Linked DNA regions of Mus musculus: all the other regions are linked to region 1. The links are chromatin contacts, called in public HiCAR-type and HiChIP or PLAC-seq maps. All regions are on one chromosome and are shown on one strand. The core of a region is the stretch at or near the end of the contact, and the rest is flanking DNA. Distances in the headings are between cores, read along the strand shown.

The links. HiChIP or PLAC-seq counts read pairs in DNA pulled down with a chosen protein or histone mark. HiCAR-type assays count read pairs that join an accessible place to other places.
Region 2: a contact with region 1 is called in a HiCAR-type map of Th17 cells, with 2.8 times the contacts expected there. The contact joins two enhancer-like sites. A contact is called at or near these places in 2 of 39 promoter capture datasets (the C10 cell line and stem cell-derived epiblast-like cells), 3 of 484 Hi-C or Micro-C datasets (embryonic fibroblasts, embryonic stem cells and female germline stem cells), 2 of 115 datasets of contacts at active chromatin or transcription factors (Th17 cells and embryonic stem cells) and 1 of 9 other capture datasets (embryonic stem cells).
Region 3: a CTCF HiChIP or PLAC-seq map of CD8 T cells shows a contact between it and region 1, with 5 read pairs. The contact joins two enhancer-like sites. A contact is called at or near these places in 9 of 39 promoter capture datasets (the 3T3-L1 cell line, the HPC-7 cell line, cranial neural crest and 5 more), 1 of 15 datasets of contacts at CTCF or cohesin (CD8 T cells) and 3 of 484 Hi-C or Micro-C datasets (Th2 cells, embryonic fibroblasts and muscle stem cells).
Region 4: an H3K27ac HiChIP or PLAC-seq map of extraembryonic endoderm stem cells shows a contact between it and region 1, with 4 times the contacts expected there. The contact joins the promoter of Socs1 here to the enhancer-like site in region 1. A contact is called at or near these places in 6 of 39 promoter capture datasets (the C10 cell line, the HPC-7 cell line, cranial neural crest and 3 more), 2 of 15 datasets of contacts at CTCF or cohesin (CD8 T cells and the NIH/3T3 cell line), 17 of 484 Hi-C or Micro-C datasets (the BV-2 cell line, CD4 T cells, CD8 T cells and 11 more), 23 of 115 datasets of contacts at active chromatin or transcription factors (the 230-238 cell line, CD8 T cells, the HPC-7 cell line and 16 more) and 4 of 9 other capture datasets (adipose tissue, liver, macrophages and 1 more).

What each region holds. Positions count from the first base shown.
Region 1 is chr16:10,688,330-10,692,258 of GRCm38.p6, forward strand. It overlaps Clec16a (C-type lectin domain family 16, member A), which reads left to right. Exons shown (of 23, transcript NM_001204229.1): 19 at 151-302; 20 at 3,057-3,261. Among named protein-coding and RNA genes, the nearest start is that of Gm15558, 6.7 kb to the left of the region's middle. Within about 2 kb of position 1,817, at least 86 of the 459 cell types and tissues checked have an H3K27ac peak or open chromatin away from gene starts, as enhancers often do. A contact at or near this core is called in the 230-238 cell line, CD8 T cells, the G1E-ER4 cell line and 14 more, where this site is marked.
Region 2 is chr16:10,563,570-10,567,498 of GRCm38.p6, forward strand. All of the region lies in intron 3 of Clec16a (C-type lectin domain family 16, member A), which reads left to right. Among named protein-coding and RNA genes, the nearest start is that of Clec16a, 20 kb to the left of the region's middle. Within about 2 kb of position 2,117, at least 35 of the 459 cell types and tissues checked have an H3K27ac peak or open chromatin away from gene starts, as enhancers often do. A contact at or near this core is called in Th17 cells, where this site is marked.
Region 3 is chr16:10,583,761-10,587,689 of GRCm38.p6, forward strand. The region is part of intron 9 of Clec16a (C-type lectin domain family 16, member A); the gene reads left to right. Among named protein-coding and RNA genes, the nearest start is that of Clec16a, 40 kb to the left of the region's middle. Within about 2 kb of position 1,616, at least 64 of the 459 cell types and tissues checked have an H3K27ac peak or open chromatin away from gene starts, as enhancers often do. A contact at or near this core is called in CD8 T cells, the HPC-7 cell line and Th2 cells, where this site is marked.
Region 4 is chr16:10,783,916-10,787,844 of GRCm38.p6, forward strand. Socs1 (suppressor of cytokine signaling 1) reads right to left here and starts at 1,621. Exons shown (of 2, transcript NM_009896.2): 1 at 1,516-1,621; 2 at 1-1,006. The coding sequence starts at 956. The coding sequence ends at 318.

The sequences.
Region 1 (3,929 bases), core at 567-3,066:
CTTTGAGAACACACTGAATGTGAGGCTTAACGAGATGAAGGGACTCTCCTAGCAGAAGTGGCTGAAGAGGCATCCAAGCCCAGTTCTATATGTGAAGAAAGCTGGACATCTGAGCTAGGCCTTATTCCACTCTCCACTCTCTCCTCCCAGATAACAGTGACTTGATTGCATGCACAGTCATCACCAAGGATGGTGGTATGGTCCAGCGGTTCCTGGCTGTGGACATTTACCAGATGAGCCTGGTGGAGCCTGACGTATCCAGACTTGGCTGGGGAGTGGTCAAGTTTGCTGGCCTTCTACAGGTGAGAGTCTAAGAACCCCACTCTGTTTTCTCACTCTGCACACATGCATGGTAAAAATGTCAGTTTTATACTCACTTGTAATGGCACAAGAAGTATGCACACAAAACCGGAGTATTGCACAGAGAACAGCCAAGTCCCTTTTACCAAAACCTTAATCTTAACACCTCTCCTTCCCTTCGGAGAAAACCCATTGCCAAGCTGGTCCTTCCAGATCTGCTTCACTGCCAAGAGCTTTTTAATTGTGTATCCATGGAACTGTCAGTTAAACTCAGTGGGGAAGGACCACATGGTTGTACATGATCTCAGCATTCAGGCAGTAGAATCAGGATGGCATCCACAAATTCAAAAACAGACCAGTCTATTTAATAGGTTCCAGACCAGTCAGGTAGGTTCATGGAGCAAGACCTGGTCTCAAGATAAAAGGGTGTTGGGAATGAGGACAGTGTGCTGGGGGTGAACCTTAGTTGATATGGAGTGCTCACCCAGCATGCATGAGGCCCTTGATTCCATTCCCAGCAGCACATACAAATGGGTATAATCATACATGCCTATAAGGAGGTGGAGGCAAGATGATCAGACATTTAAGGGCAGCCTTGGCTACCTAAGGAGTCAGAGGCTAGCCAGAGCTACATGAGACCCTGTCTCAAAAAACAAGACAGACCAGGTATGGTGATGTACATCTTTAATCCTAGTACTTGGGAGGCAGAAATGAGCAGATCCCTGTAAGTCTAAGGCAAATATGGTCTACAAACCAAATCCCAGGCCAGCCAAGGTTACGTAGTGATACTGTCGCAAAAACAAACAAACTTCACCAAGAAATATGTCTGCTATAAACATGTACAGACTTTCTTTTGACTCTTTAGTCCCTAAACAGGTATTTACATAGCACATATATGGTATCAAGTCTTATGCATCATCTAGAGTGAATTTAGAGTCTACAGGAAGATATAGTAGGTTATATGCAGATACTGTACCATTTAAAGTAAGGGCCTTGAGCATCTACAGATTTTGGTCCCCAGTTTGGTAGGGAGTGCCAAGGGTTAATTGTACATGAGTTTGAGGGTATGTTAGATTCTTATGCCATATCGTAGACTTGGCCTATCTCCTAGCCTCTCTTGGAGTGTCTAGCCATTTTAGCAGATGCATGCCTGCTGGGGTTCTCTTAACTGCTGTGTGGCAGGGCATGCTTGGCCAGAGCGCTCTTGATAATCCCAGCTTTTCAAGCATGTAAACCTGGTGTTCCACTTCCTCATGCCCCGGGCAGGATTTCCCTAGGCAGATACCCAAGAAGTTGGAATCAGCTATTTTAAGAGTTCATAGCTTCTGCCAACTTCCTCTAGCACTGTTGTTATCACAGGAGTTCCTGAGCACACCCTCCCTGACCAGGCTCTACAGCACCTCGTGTCTGCTGGGGCTCTGTCTTACAGGTTGATAAGTATGATGGCTGAGTAGTGACTAGCTGCAGAGGGAATGAAACACAGATCCCACTTCCTCTCTCTACTGTGTCCTGTCCCAGCCTGGGGCTCCCCTCCCCTCACTTCAAGGAGGTCCATTTCCTGCTGCACTGCTCTGATTCCCAGAAGACCTTGCGCAGGCTGAGTTGACTCCTAACCACAGCGGTGGGCAGCCCATTGTTGCCTGCTCTCCATGGGGAGCGCCTGTACATGAAGCCACTGCTCCTGTCTCCTCTCCTTCCCACACTCCTCCCTTTCCAGACCCTCTTACTCTCAGTGAGGGTGTAGGAGAATCTTTTTTACCCCAAAGTGACTCCCGTGTGGAACACTGCCCGGTAGATGGCCTGTGCATCTTCTTATCAAGGTACACCAATTTCCTTAGAACACAACATCAGGAAAGTGTTTTTCTCTCTCAGACGCTTAATGTGTCAGACAATGAAAGCCACACTCCCCCCCCACCCCCCATCCTCTTTTGGTTCTCTTCCAGTAGCTACTATTTATCAGACTGTTACTACGCACCAGATCCTTGCTTTAAACTCATAATAGCTCATCTTATCTGCTGCTGCCCTGTGATGCAGCCATTCTTTCCAAAGGGAGAGCCAAGTGTGTGGCCTCCAAGCACAGCAGCCCCTTCCTTCTGAACCTTCTTCAGTGGCTCCCACCTCCTCTAGCATATCTGACCTTTGAGTCTATCTTCTGTCTGGTACGCTTTTATCTCATGTGCCCTTGAACCTTTGTGGGCACAGACTTGACACAGAACCCATCCTGAGGCTTTATGGGAACCAGTCCTTACACACTCATTCCTCGTCAATGTCTTTATCCCTTTCACATGCAGCTTGCCTGAAGTCTCTGCCAAACAATTCTAGTGGCCCTTCCTCAGGGACTGTCCTCAAAGATGTACCAAAGGACAGGAACAATGCCTCATTTTGAAGAGAAACAAGGAGGTAGTGTTTAACCAGGTGACAAAAAAAGGCTTTGGAGTTGTGGCCTCTGGTTTTCCAGAAGGAAGAATTGTTGGAATTTGCCTGTTGTGACAGTGGTGGCCCTTGAAGAGGCTGGTGTACCTCTTGTGGTCAGGCATCTCAAGTCCTCATGGAAAGGAGAATTAGCCATACATCCAGCAGCTGATTCCTCACCTGTCAGGCCGGGACTGATCTGCATCACCCTTAAATCTTTGAGATGTAGCCTCCTTCAGAACAAAAGCAGATGCAAAGTGCTGGTGTCTTTCTATATGAGCCACTGACACCCCTATCAACCCTGGGCCTGATGAACATTTTGCCTTTGCCTTCTCGCTCTGCAGGACATGCAGGTGACAGGAGTGGAGGATGACAGCCGTGCCCTGAACATCACCATTCACAAGCCTGCCTCCAGCCCGCACTCTAAGCCCTTCCCTATCCTGCAGGCCACCTTCGTGTTCTCGGATCATATCCGCTGCATTATTGCCAAGCAGCGCCTGGCCAAGGGCCGCATCCAGGCCAGGCGCATGAAGATGCAGAGGATAGCCGGTGAGTGACCTCAAGAGCAAGGACTCCCCACCGCAGGGCTGTCACCAGTTCACATTGACCCAGAAACATCCCAAGACTTGAAAGAATGGGACTTTCCCTGCTTCCCAGGTGTTTGGAAGGGAGACAATCCTCAGCTGCTGCGTGGAAGAGAAGGGGCCTCTGTAACAGACAAGAAACAGGCGCAGGCAGGGGGCAGCTGGCACCTCCTCTTCACGAGTTAGCCCGCAAGGGTACAAGGGTATAGTCACAAAGCATTCTGACTGCCCTCTGCCATCTTAGGTATGCAAACAGGTCTTAGATCATTGTACAGGGGAAATTTTTAGTCACACAGAGAACAAGTTTGCAGAGCTTCCTACTCAGATTTGTTTGTTTCAGCTCTGAGGATGAAGCCCAGGACCTCACACATAATTTTTCTCACCATTCTCTTTGTTTCCTTATCATCTCTTGGTGAGCCGCCAGCAGCCAGCACCCAACACTAAATCCAGGAGTCATTCATACCTCACAGGGATGGTAGAGTTTGCATCACCCAGGCTTTCTTAGTAAAAGCCCTGAAATAAGGTTGTTTCTTCAAGTCATGAAATGGAAGTCAAGGCATTGTCCTGAGGCAGGGTGAGGCAGGGGAGTCCTAACCGCTCCTTTAAGACTCTCAGGCTAGAGCTGTGGCTCAG
Region 2 (3,929 bases), core at 867-3,366, 120 kb before region 1:
TTGCCTGCACATATATCTATAATCCATGTGAGTGTCTAATGCCTGCTGAGGGTATTGGATACCCTGGAACTAGAATTAAAGATGATTATGAGCCATCATGTGGGTTCTGGGAATCCAACCCAGGTCCTCTCAAAGAGCAGCTGGTGCTCTTAACCACCAAGTCATCTCTTAAGCTCTGAGAAACTAGGTCATTTAAAGAAATGAGCTTTATTTTGGCTTAAGATTTAGAAGGCCAAGAAGTTCAAAATTAGGTATCCATGCCTTGTGAGAACCTTCTGCTGCTTCAACTCACAGTCAAAAAGGCTGTGTAAAAGAAACCATATATTTGCTCAGTAAGCGCATGGTAACCTGATTTCTTTTAATCTGTGAGCTTTACAGAGCAGGTAATCCCCATTGCAATGCTTCAAGTGTTTCTTTAAAATTTGTGTTGCATTTACCTCTTTGCGTGCTTCTCTGCATGTGAGTGTGTGCACACGGCCACACTGCAGAGTGCACGTGGCAGTGGAAGAGATGTGAGTGTGTGCACACGGCCACACTGCAGAGTGCACGTGGCAGTGGAAGAGATGTGAGTGTGTGCACACGGCCACACTGCAGAGTGCACGTGGCAGTGGAAGAGATGTGAGTGTGTGCGCACGGCCACACTGCAGAGTGCACGTGACAGTGGAAGAGATGTGAGTGTGTGCGCACGGCCACACTGCAGAGTGCACGTGACAGTGGAAGAGATGTGAGTGTGTGCGCACGGCCACACTGCAGAGTGCACGTGGCAGTGGAAGAGATGTGAGTGTGTGCGCACGGCCACACTGCAGAGTGCACGTGACAGTGGAAGAGATGTGAGTGTGTGCGCACGGCCACACTGCAGAGTGCACGTGACAGTGGAAGAGATGTGAGTGTGTGCGCACGGCCACACTGCAGAGTGCACGTGGCAGTGGAAGAGATGTGAGTGTGTGCACACGGCCACACTGCAGAGTGCACGTGACAGTGGAAGAGAGGTAACCGTTCTCCTTTTGTCGGTGGAGTTCGGCATTGGTGGCAAGAGCCTTTACTTTCTGAGCTCTCTTGTCAGCTTGCAGGAACTTGCTCTTAAGGTAACTAACTCGTCAAGGGCCAGGAGAGGAGAAATTCACAGTGAGAAAGATATTAACCCACTCATGACAGCTTCACTCCATCACCTAAATACCACTCATAAGCCTTACTTCCTAACGTGGCCTCATTTCAGGAATAGAGGTTAGGACTCATGAAACCTGGGGCCACATTAGACCTTAGCTACCTTCTCACAGTACCTGGCCCCGCCTGTGAGAGAATGAAGTCAGAGAGCTCAACCTCTGGTCTCTCTGACTCCATGGGGCACTAATTCTGTCAGGGGTGGAGCCTGACCCTGCAAACTCATTTAATCGTAATTACCCTGTCATCACATGTAGTCACACTGGAAACGACATGTGCAGCTTTTGACTATGTTGAGGGTAGTTCAGTGTGGTAGGGTTCCATGAAGGACTCCTGCTGATTGACTTGCCATCCCCTCAGCATGGTTCAATTTCAAAGATCTAATGACTGAGGAGTACATAGGCCAGCACTTCTAAGAGCAATGGAGAAGGCAGAGAGGTCTTAGGGGTGCCTCTGCTTCAGTTTTGTTGCCCAGCAAGCAAGAATTTAACTCAGTTCAACCCTCAGCCCCATTTATTCTTCTGAGAGGCAGGGGCTACGGAGGCTCTTGTTATAACTCCAAGAAAGTTTGAGTCATGGACCCAAAGTAACCAGTACAGCACATTCAGAGTAGAGGAGAGATTTTAGCACAGGAGAATACACTCAGTGGTCCTCAGTGTGGTGCTGGCATTTTCTGGAGCTGCTCTTAGTTGTCATAGTCCATCCGAGTAGAGGGAGGCTGCAATCCCCAGGGCAGACCTTCAGCAGAGCATTACCAGACCCTTATCTATGCTGGGACTGAGCCAGCCTAATTTCATTCTGTGCTAGTTACTTACTCCAAATGCAGCACAGTGCAGGTCCTGCTCTTGAAAGCAAGAGAAAAAACGGTGGAGCGCCCAGAGCAAAGGCAGGTACTGACTTCTTGGGGCAAATCAAGTTGCTGGGTGGTGGTGACCTTAGCAGTGGCCACTAGGTGGTGCTGTAGCCACAGAGCCCTCCTCCTCCTCCCCCTGACCACAGATGGTGCTAATTCACATCTCCCTGTGTGGTTTCCCTTGTTATCAGCTTCTGTTTCGCTGGATCTGGAATAAGTGTGGTTTCTGAGCTCAGAGGGGAAGATCCAGCTCTGAGGTGCAGGCTCAGGAATGTTCTGAGGCCATTGGGACAATTCCAAAGTCTTGACCTTTAATATGGGGTCTTTGGAGTTTTATCTTGGTGACCCTTTTGAAATCCATTTAGGGCTAGGATTAACAGTACGTCCTTTGAAAGTTTTAGCTTCTTGGTGAAGTACCTTGAAGATCTGATGTAAATCCTTTGAGGTGGCCTCTGCTGTGCAGCTGACATGTACATCACCTTTCAGAACTTCCTGTCTGAGGATTTCAGACCTCTAGGTCGGAGCCATTAGCTGTCATCACGGGTCACCAATCTGTAATGGAGAACTTAGCTGCCTCACAGGGCTCTTGTGACCTTTATTCCAGTCTCCCCACTTCTCCAGACATGGCTCCTGATGACCCTCTCTGCCCTCTGCATTGGTGCTATTTCAGATTCGATACAAAAGTGATCCGACATGTGCATGGCTCTAAAAGGAAGTGGGAGCAGTGTGGGAGCTGCCTGCAAAGCCCAGCAGACACACACCTTTGGCTTTCAGGACAGTTTATTAAAAGTAGCTTTTGAGGCAGTGTTCTCTTTGTAGTGTAGTTTGGCCTCAAACTCTCAGTCTTCCTGCCTCAGCTTCCAAAGTGCTGGGATTAAAGGCATGGGCCACAACACCCAGCTCTGCTTCAGTCTCTGAGTGCCACCATCACAGTATATGTATGCCATATGCCCTGCTGCTTTTATTTTTACTTTTTAGTTTTAGTGGGGGAGTCATTGTAAAACAGCATAACATAGTCACAGAAGTGCAGTCAGGTGCCTGTAGCCTCCCACCCTGCACCCAGCCATGCAGGCCGTCCTACTCACTCTGCTGTTCCTGCATGTGACTCGCCCTGATCTATATTGTTATTAAATGAACCTGACTGTGGGCATCTAGGTGCTTTCCAGGTTCTCACTATTACGCTATTACAGGGAGGCATTGCACAGATGCTACTGTTGCCTCTTTGTTTGGTGACCTAAGTAACAGAGGCCCAAGAGACTGAGATTACTTACTGACTCCCAGGTTTATTATAACAGAATACCACAGAATGTCAGCCACAGTGAGGGGGTAGTAGAAAAATCCCAGCCACACAGTGGGCCCCTTTACTGATCCCTAACCCCCCACAGAACCTTGTAGAGGACTTAAAAAAGCCCCTGTGAGGAGCAGATGAACCTTGTGGCTGTCTCAGGTGTAGAATGTAGCCAGACTTTCTTCACACACCTTAAGCTGCTAGCTTTTGTGCCATTTGTGGCCCAGAAGCAACTGGCCTATAAATACAGAACTTACTGAGATGTCCTAATTTCCTCCTCCTGTTCCCATTGCCAGATCACAAGTGTTCCAGTTGTCAGAAGCACCTAAGTATTATGTTACATGGTAAATCACAGGTGGATAAGTAAGTTGGGGACAGTTTTAACAGCAAAGAGGGGGAGGTAGTGTGGCTATGACAACATTCAGACGCAGTGATGAGAGAGACCAGACACTGACAGCCTCATCCTGTTTCTATGACAACACTCAGATGCAGTGATGAGTGCGAGGCCAGACACTGATACCCTCATCCTGTCTGGCTCCTCTGTGTAAGGTTCACAAGCAGGTGCACAAGTCTATAGAGATGGGGTTGGAGTGGTTCCCTGCCTTGAGAGAAGATGCTGACAGGGCA
Region 3 (3,929 bases), core at 366-2,865, 100 kb before region 1:
GGTGTCCTCAAGGTTTACCCATTTTGCTATTGCCAAATTTCTTTAAATTGTAAAGGCAGAATAATGTATTATATGTATATACCCACTTTCTTTTTTAATTTTGCGTCTCTTCTTGTCATATACTGATTATACATTACAGATTCATTATGGCATTTTTGTACATGCATATGAAATATTTTATCATATTCAATCCCGTTACACTCTCTTGTCCCATCTCACGCCTGATGATCTGCTTCCCTTTCCCCACTAATTCCCCTGCTGCTTTCATTTCCTTTTTTATTTTTCCCAATGACCAGGGAATTTCAGTAGGGCTCTATACAGGAGCATGTGGGTCCTCCCACCCTCGAGGATCATCGGCCCATACAATCCACAGGGCAAAGGGAGCAGAGATGATGGGGTTGGGGATCTGGAAGCCCTGTGAGTCCGTACAGTGAGTGACTACGCTGGAACCACCCTCGGGGCAGATCAACATTACTTAGGGTGATTGAAGGCTTATAAAGTGTTAGGGGGGCTGAGGGTAGGGACATGCAGGATGGGCGGAGGTGATTGGCTGGGGGGCTTAGGGTACCCTAAGCATGGGGAAGCATTTCAGGGATCTCAGGTGTTGGCTGAACAGGTTTTGTCAAAACCTGTAACCAAACTAAGGCTACCTAACATTCCTCAGAGAGAGGGTTTTGGATTTTCCAGACAAGGTTAGAAAAGGAGAAGATCCACTAATGAAGTGAGTCTCCCATATTCTGCTGATCCCAGAGGCTCTCTAGTCATGGTGGACTTCATCATTAATTAGCAGAGTTTTCCCACAAGAGCATGGGCACCTTACCAGTAGCTACACAACTAAAGAAAATGTTTCTCTGTTTCCCAGAAACTATTACTGCCAATAAGTCCTCACAGAAGACAGAGCAGAGCCTGCACCTCTCCTCCCAACTACCATTAACTGACAGACAATATGTCATCAGGAGGGGTGCGGCCTCGTGAGCTCCCTGACTTCATGACACAACATTGGTAGGTCAGGTCTTATGCACGTCATCACAGCAATTATGAGCTCAGAGTGCAGCAGCCCCATCATGCTTGGGACACAGTTTTCCACAGCACTCCACTCCATCCTCTAGCTCTTACATTTCCCACCTTCTCCATGATGTTCCTTGAAGTTTGAAGGAGGAGGATGTGAGTGTCCCATTCTGACTAAGCATTCAGCAATCATTCACGTCTACCCATTTTCTTTATTACTTCATCTGCTAGCTTGCAGACTTCTAAAGGACATTTTTTAGTGAGGTAATTGTAGATTTGCATGCAGCTGTAAGAAATAACACAGAGATTGTCCCTGGTTTTATCCCATGTGGATGCCTACAGAACTACAGTACCTGACCACAAGTAGGACACAACAAACAGGCTGTGGTTTGCAGCTTAAGCAAAAGCACAGAGCAGATGGCAACTGGCCACCTCTCAGATGGCTCTCAGGAGGTCTGTCCTTTTTCCCCATGGTCTCCTCTTGGGGCAGAGGTCCAGCCTCCACTGTGGGAGACACACCCACTGGTTGCATGAGTGGCTGAACAGAAGGAGCTGGCACTTGAGAGGCTGGTTTCTCTGTAGGTGTTAGATCAAAGCCCCACCTTCTGATGCCTGTAGATGGAAATCCTAGACTAGCTGCCAAGGTAACTGGCAGTTGTGAATTGTTTAACAGTAGTCCTGTGCAAGTTGCCTGCCTTCCCTCTGAGTGACAACAGTCTCCTACTATTTCCTGCCTGGCTCGGATGTGGTTGATCAAACTTGTTTTAACTTCTTGGTCTTTTTTACCCTACTTTCTCCTTCCTGTAATTTGTAGATAAGTTACTGGTATTGCTTCATTTTTACCAGCAGACCTCTTGCAAACCCAAACCAAAATTGGAGAGAAGCAGAGGAGAGACAGAATTATACTGAAGGGCTATAATTTAGGGTTAAATTTAACACAGATCAGAATAGGCAGATAAATGTCTAATTGAAATTCCTGTGTGCATTACCATCATATGGTAGGCAGGCAGGCATGACGCTGGAGCAGGAGCTGAGAGCTTACATCTTATCTACAAGTTGGAGGCCTGGTGTGGGCTTTGAAGCACAGTGCACACCTCCAGCAAGACCACACCAGCTAATTTCTTCCTAAATCATTCAACTGGGAACTAAACATTCAAAACTATAAGACAGTGGGGGCATTCTCATTCGGACTACCACACATACCCAAGAGTGGCAACTCATATGGTAGCCTCTTCTATTGTTTGCAAAGTGATTATGGGTTGGAACTGGGGATGTGCTTCGGTACCTGTAGGTGTTTTTTTAGGTTACCGAAAGACGGAGTAACACCAGAAATGGAGTCCAGGCTGATGTTTAACTTACTGTATCGCATGGGGTAGTTGGTCTTAGGTTTATCATCTTTCTGCTTTACCCTCATGAGTTCAAGGGTACTCAGTGCTGGAATAAATGAGGCAGCAAGGCCAGGGACAGCAGTCATGAGGTGCTTGTGACTTTGTTGTGAAGACTCTCAGCATGCTGTTTCTTGTGCTGTTCACATGTTACACTCTGCATCTGGTACCTGCAGCAGTGAGTGCCTCAAGGTGTCCCAGGTTGAGTTAGTCTGCGTCTCCAGGCCTCAGTCTTATTGCTTCTACAGCTAGAATAACAAACATGGCTTTGAAGGGAGGGCTTCTGCTATGTGTAGTGTTTGTTCTTAGGTCTAGCACCAGTTGGTGCAGGAATGTTAGGTGAGGCTGTACAACCTCATCCCCTATATGGGGCCTATATAAGTGTGCGTGGGTGGGCACGCTGTTGTTGGAACTGAACTATATTCAGCAGGCGCTTGGGGAAGCACTTCAGATGCAGGCAAGGGCATAAAGAGGGCAGGAAGCATCAGCAATAACAAGTGACAGAGACTGCTAAGACTAGAGTAGACATTGCCATTGGTGACAGTGAGCTAAACCCTCAGCTTGCACTCTGCTTTCCAACTTAACCACCAGGTTTCACCTCTAGGTGGTGCAAATATTTTATCACTCATATGTGTGCCAGGACTGGCTGGCTGGGAGTTCAGAATATCAGCTAAGAGACAGAATAGCTTTTTCCCTCCGAATTAGTCATTGACTATATCTGTAGGTGTCAGGTGAGCCAGTTGGGAAGGTACCCAAATGGTTCTCTGGGGAGTGCATGTGCATCTGTATGTTACTTACACTTCTCTTTATGGCTCCTGCCATTCCTCTGCTTAGCAGAAAACCCTACCAGGATAAGATGTATACAGTCATCATCTGAGACCACAGGAGCCTGGCTTCTTTGGGTCATGTGTTTGCTGGCTCAGAGTGTCAGAGACCATCTCGGGGACCCTTGGCTCTGTCACAGGGCTGCTCTGGGATTTGGGTGTCCTGCTGAATGCCTTGGTAGGAGTTTATCTTCCAGCTGGGATGGGAGCTCCAAGGCACACGTGTTTTAGTGAGAGGGCTGTGAATACCAAAAGGAGCAAACAGACCTGTAGAGTCAAGGGCCATCACTAACTCAGTCACATGCATTCTCACAAGAGAATGGGTCTCAGAATAGTCTTTTCTATGCAGCCACTGTGGAATCTCAGCTCCTGGACATCCTGTAAGAAGAGGATCTGAGTGCTGAAGGAAATGCTGGAGTGTTCTCATGCCCCATACGTCAAGAAAGACAGCATTGCATTAGCTTTAGGGACTCACCCTGGGCATAAGTTGGGCTTGGTAGCTAAAAGGAATCCTGTTGTATTGAGACTCTAGACAGGAAGTCTCTACCAAGGCTGAAGGTATCTTGGACTAAAGACCAGGACCCTGTTCCTGGTCCAACAGGGATAGACCCCCCCCCAAGACACTCATCACTTCTGGTATGTGTATGCTGTGCCTTTTCTGGATTTTGTTACCAGAGTGGCCTCTCTGGGTGCTTGCAGTTCTTAACAAGAT
Region 4 (3,929 bases), core at 371-2,870, 95 kb after region 1:
TCCCCGACCCCTGGTTTGTGCAAAGATACTGGGAATATGTAAACATGGAGAGGTAGGAGTGGAATTCAGGTCCTGGCCCCAGACACAAGCTGCTACAACCAGGGGGGACCCGGAGGGAGCACCAGGAGGGGAGCACCCCCACCCCTGAGAGGTGGGATGAGGTCTCCAGCCAGAAGTGGGAGGCATCTCACCCTCCACAACCACTCCCTCCGACCCAGGCGGGGAGGGCTCCCACGTGGTTCCAGAAAAATAATAATAATTAATAATAAGAAATAATAAGGCGCCCCCACTTAATGCTGCGGCACAGCGGCAGCCGGTCAGATCTGGAAGGGGAAGGAACTCAGGTAGTCACGGAGTACCGGGTTAAGAGGGATGCGCGCCAGGTTCTCGCGACCCACGGCGGCCACGATGCGCTGGCGACACAGCTCCTGCAGCGGCCGCACGCGGCGCTGGCGCAGCGGGGCCCCCAACATGCGGCGCGGCGCCGCCACGTAGTGCTCCAGCAGCTCGAAAAGGCAGTCGAAGGTCTCGCGGCTGCCGTCCAAGTGGAAGCGGCCGGCCTGGAAGTGCACGCGGATGCTCGTGGGGCCCGAAGCCATCTTCACGCTGAGCGCGAAGAAGCAGTTCCGTTGGCGACTGTCGCGCACCAAGAAGGTGCCCACGGGCTCGGCACGCAGCCGCTCGTGCGCCCCGTGCACGCTCAGGGGTCCCCAATAGAAGCCGCAGGCGTCCAGGAGCGCGCTGGTCCGCGTGATGCGCCGGTAATCGGAGTGGGAGCGGAAGGTGCGGAAGTGAGTGTCGCCAGGGGCTGGGGCTGGGACCGCCGGGCAGGGCCGGGGACGCACGGGGGCCGCTGGCGAGGACGAAGACGAGGACGAGGAGGGCTCTGACCGCCGTCGGGGCTCTGCTGCCGGGGAGATCGCATTGTCGGCTGCCACCTGGTTGCGTGCTACCATCCTACTCGAGGGGCCAGCTGGAGGGGTGGGCCATAGCGTCCGGGGCTGCGCTGATGGGGGAGACAGAGGCAGTGAGCCGGGCGTCCGGGTGGCACAGGCCGGCCAACAGACCCCAAGGAGCGAGAGCGGCACGCAGAATCCGCCCGGAGCTTGAGCCTCGGTGGGCTCATCTGCGAAGTAGGCCGTTCCTGTATGCGGAACCCTTCCAGACTGGCGGTGGAGCCCTGCCTCCCCGCGCGCGTGGAGAAGGGGGCGTGGAGAGGGGCCCGACTCCCGGCCGTCCCCGCTGGTGGCTAGTCGCCTCGCGGCTGCCGCCTACTGGCCACGCCGGGGACTGGAACCCGGGCGGAGGATCAGGGCTCAGGGCCGGAGAGGAGGGGCTGACGGCGCCCCGCTCGAGCGAGGGGCCTCCTGGGGGAGCCGGGGCGGGGGTGGGGGGGCGCCAGAGGCGTGGCATCCTCGACCCTGCCATACAGTCTGCGAGGTTAGTCCTGCCGGGCTCTGCTCCCATCACCTCCCATCCCCTCCCGCCTGCTCCCTCGCAGCTGCCTTGGCTCACCTGGCGGCAGGACGCGGGGAGCCGCGGCTGGGGGCTCCGGGGCGGCTGTCGCGCATGCTCCGGGGCTGGGAGCCGTGCCGCTGCCACGGCCGCAGTTCTCTCTGCTGCTGCCCGCCCCTGCATCAGGCTCTTAAACCAGGCAGGCCCCGCCCACAGGTCCAGCCCACCCCCGCTTTCGGTTTCTCTTTCCGGCAAGTCTTTCGGGTTCTCTCTAGACTCCTGAGGCTCTCCCTGGAGACGGTTCCTCTAACTTGGTTTCGCCTCGCACCTTCCCACATTGGGACCTCTGGGGTTCCGGCTCCAACCGGAATCTTGTGTTCCGTGCCTGGGGTGCTTAGGACTTGGTGCCCGCTCTTTTGCTCTACCTTCGCCCCAAATCGCAGCCCGCCGTGTGGGATGCTAGCGCGGGGCTGACACGCCTCCTCCCCTCCGGGTGTCTGCATTCTTCTGGTTAGGGCTCCGCCTCGCCTGGACCCTGTGCTCCCCAAGCAGCTCCTCCCTGCCAGGGTCCTTCCTGCCCAGGACCCGAAGGCCTTGGCAATCTCGACCCTTCTTGGAACCCGGCTAGCTAGTCCTAGAGACCTGTGGGGCCGCCGCCCTCCTCCAGAGCCGCGTGCGGGCCCCTCCCGTTGGCCATTCGGCCTGGCCTTGGCTTGGGCTTCCCAGGAAGCGGTGGCCTGACCGCAGAGGCTTCAAAGGAAGCCTAAGGCGGTGCGGGAGGGGCGCCCCCGCTCCCGGCCTAGTTCCTCGGAAACCGGGCGGGGTTGGGCTGGGTTCCCAGGGGCCTGGACTCACTCTCTGCACTCTTACTACGTGGGCAGCCGGAGAAACTGAGGCCCCGGGCGGGGCTGTGATTCCAAAAAAAGCTGTAATCCCCAAACTTTTGGTCAAGACTCCAGCAAGCATCTGCCTGTACAAGGGGCCCCGAGCACACCTTGGCTTAGGATCCAGGCAGTCAGACCTATCATTAGGACACTGTGTGGTTTCGTGATTCAGTTTGTCCTGAAAGGCCAGGAGTGGGTGCCTGGCTGACGATGTTTATGAATGAAGGCGGATGAGGTTCGCGTGCAGGCTTCCCTGTGCTCACAGTGACGCACACTGCCCTCTACAGGTTTCTCTGTTAGCTGTCAGGCGGCTCCTCTGAAGCTCTGAGGCCAAGTCCTGGTCTCCCCAGACAGAGCACAGAGCGCCATATTTCATCCTAAGCACAACCAAACTTATCTTGTGGTGCTTGAATTTGTGTGGCTGTGGTTGTGGTGCAGCCATGGTCAGTCTAACCCTTGGTGGGCGATAAAGGCTGGGTTTGTAGCACTGCCTCCCTCTAGCGCGTCTCAGCCTAGACTGGCCTTCAGGTCTTTCTGGTCTGGCAAGCATCACGGATGCTTGTTTGCAGTGCTGGGGACTAAACACAGGGCCTTGTACCAGCCTATTTTAGTAGTACTGGGGTTGGTGAACTCCATCCCCAAACTGTGCTTCCAGCCCAGGCAAAGTGAGGAAAACCTCTTGGGGTACAGTATCCCCTTGGGACTTGGCAGGCTTATTGGTGCTGAGGTGGGTGACAAGGCTGGGCTGGCTCCTGCAGGCCTGCCTCCCTGCCAAGCTCTTGGCAGACCTTTTCAGAAGAACCCTATAAATAGAGGACTCCAGGCCTCCACCTCTGCCTGCTCTCAGGAAATCTCCCCTCCTCCTCAGTCAGAGGGTGTGTCCTCTCGCCCTGCCCCTGGCTAGCCCTCTCCCATCCATCACATTCCAGTGATGCAGTCTTTAGTATATATGCCAGGGATCTGATTGCCTTCCTTCCATCTAAAGTACAGGGCAAGTCAAGCTGTCTTTGGACAACTTGGTTTCAGTTTCTAAAAGTTGTGAAAAAGAAACATGCTGAGCTGTATAGCTGCTTCCTGACCCACCCCCAGGGGTCCAGAGAGCCCAGTACCCACTGTACAGTGGCTGCCATTGTAGGGTCCTGCAGGCTTGGATGCAAAACGTGGTTCCATAGCCTAGCCTGCAAGCCACCTTTTTCCAGCATTCACAGTGTCCTGCTGGGAAGTACTGCCCACTGCCCCTGTGTGATTTTGAAAGTGTCAACGCAGATGGGAGAGGGAGGGACTGGGAGATTGTGCGGTGAGGTAGATAGCCTGTCCCACTTCTGGGAAAGCTCTGGGAAGTTCAGTTCCCTGAACTTGGTCCGTTAGCCAAGCAATGTTGCCTTGCTGTCATGTCTGCTGTGTACACTTGCGTGCAAGCATCCCTTGTGGATAGGAATGCTTTATTTAAAAAAATTAAAACTGCTGACTCAGGCTGGAGAGATGGCCGGGCGGTTAAAAGCACTGACGGCTCTACCAGAGGTCCTGAGTTCAATTCCTAGCAACCACATGGTGGCTCACAGCCATCTGTAATGGAATCTGATGCCCTCT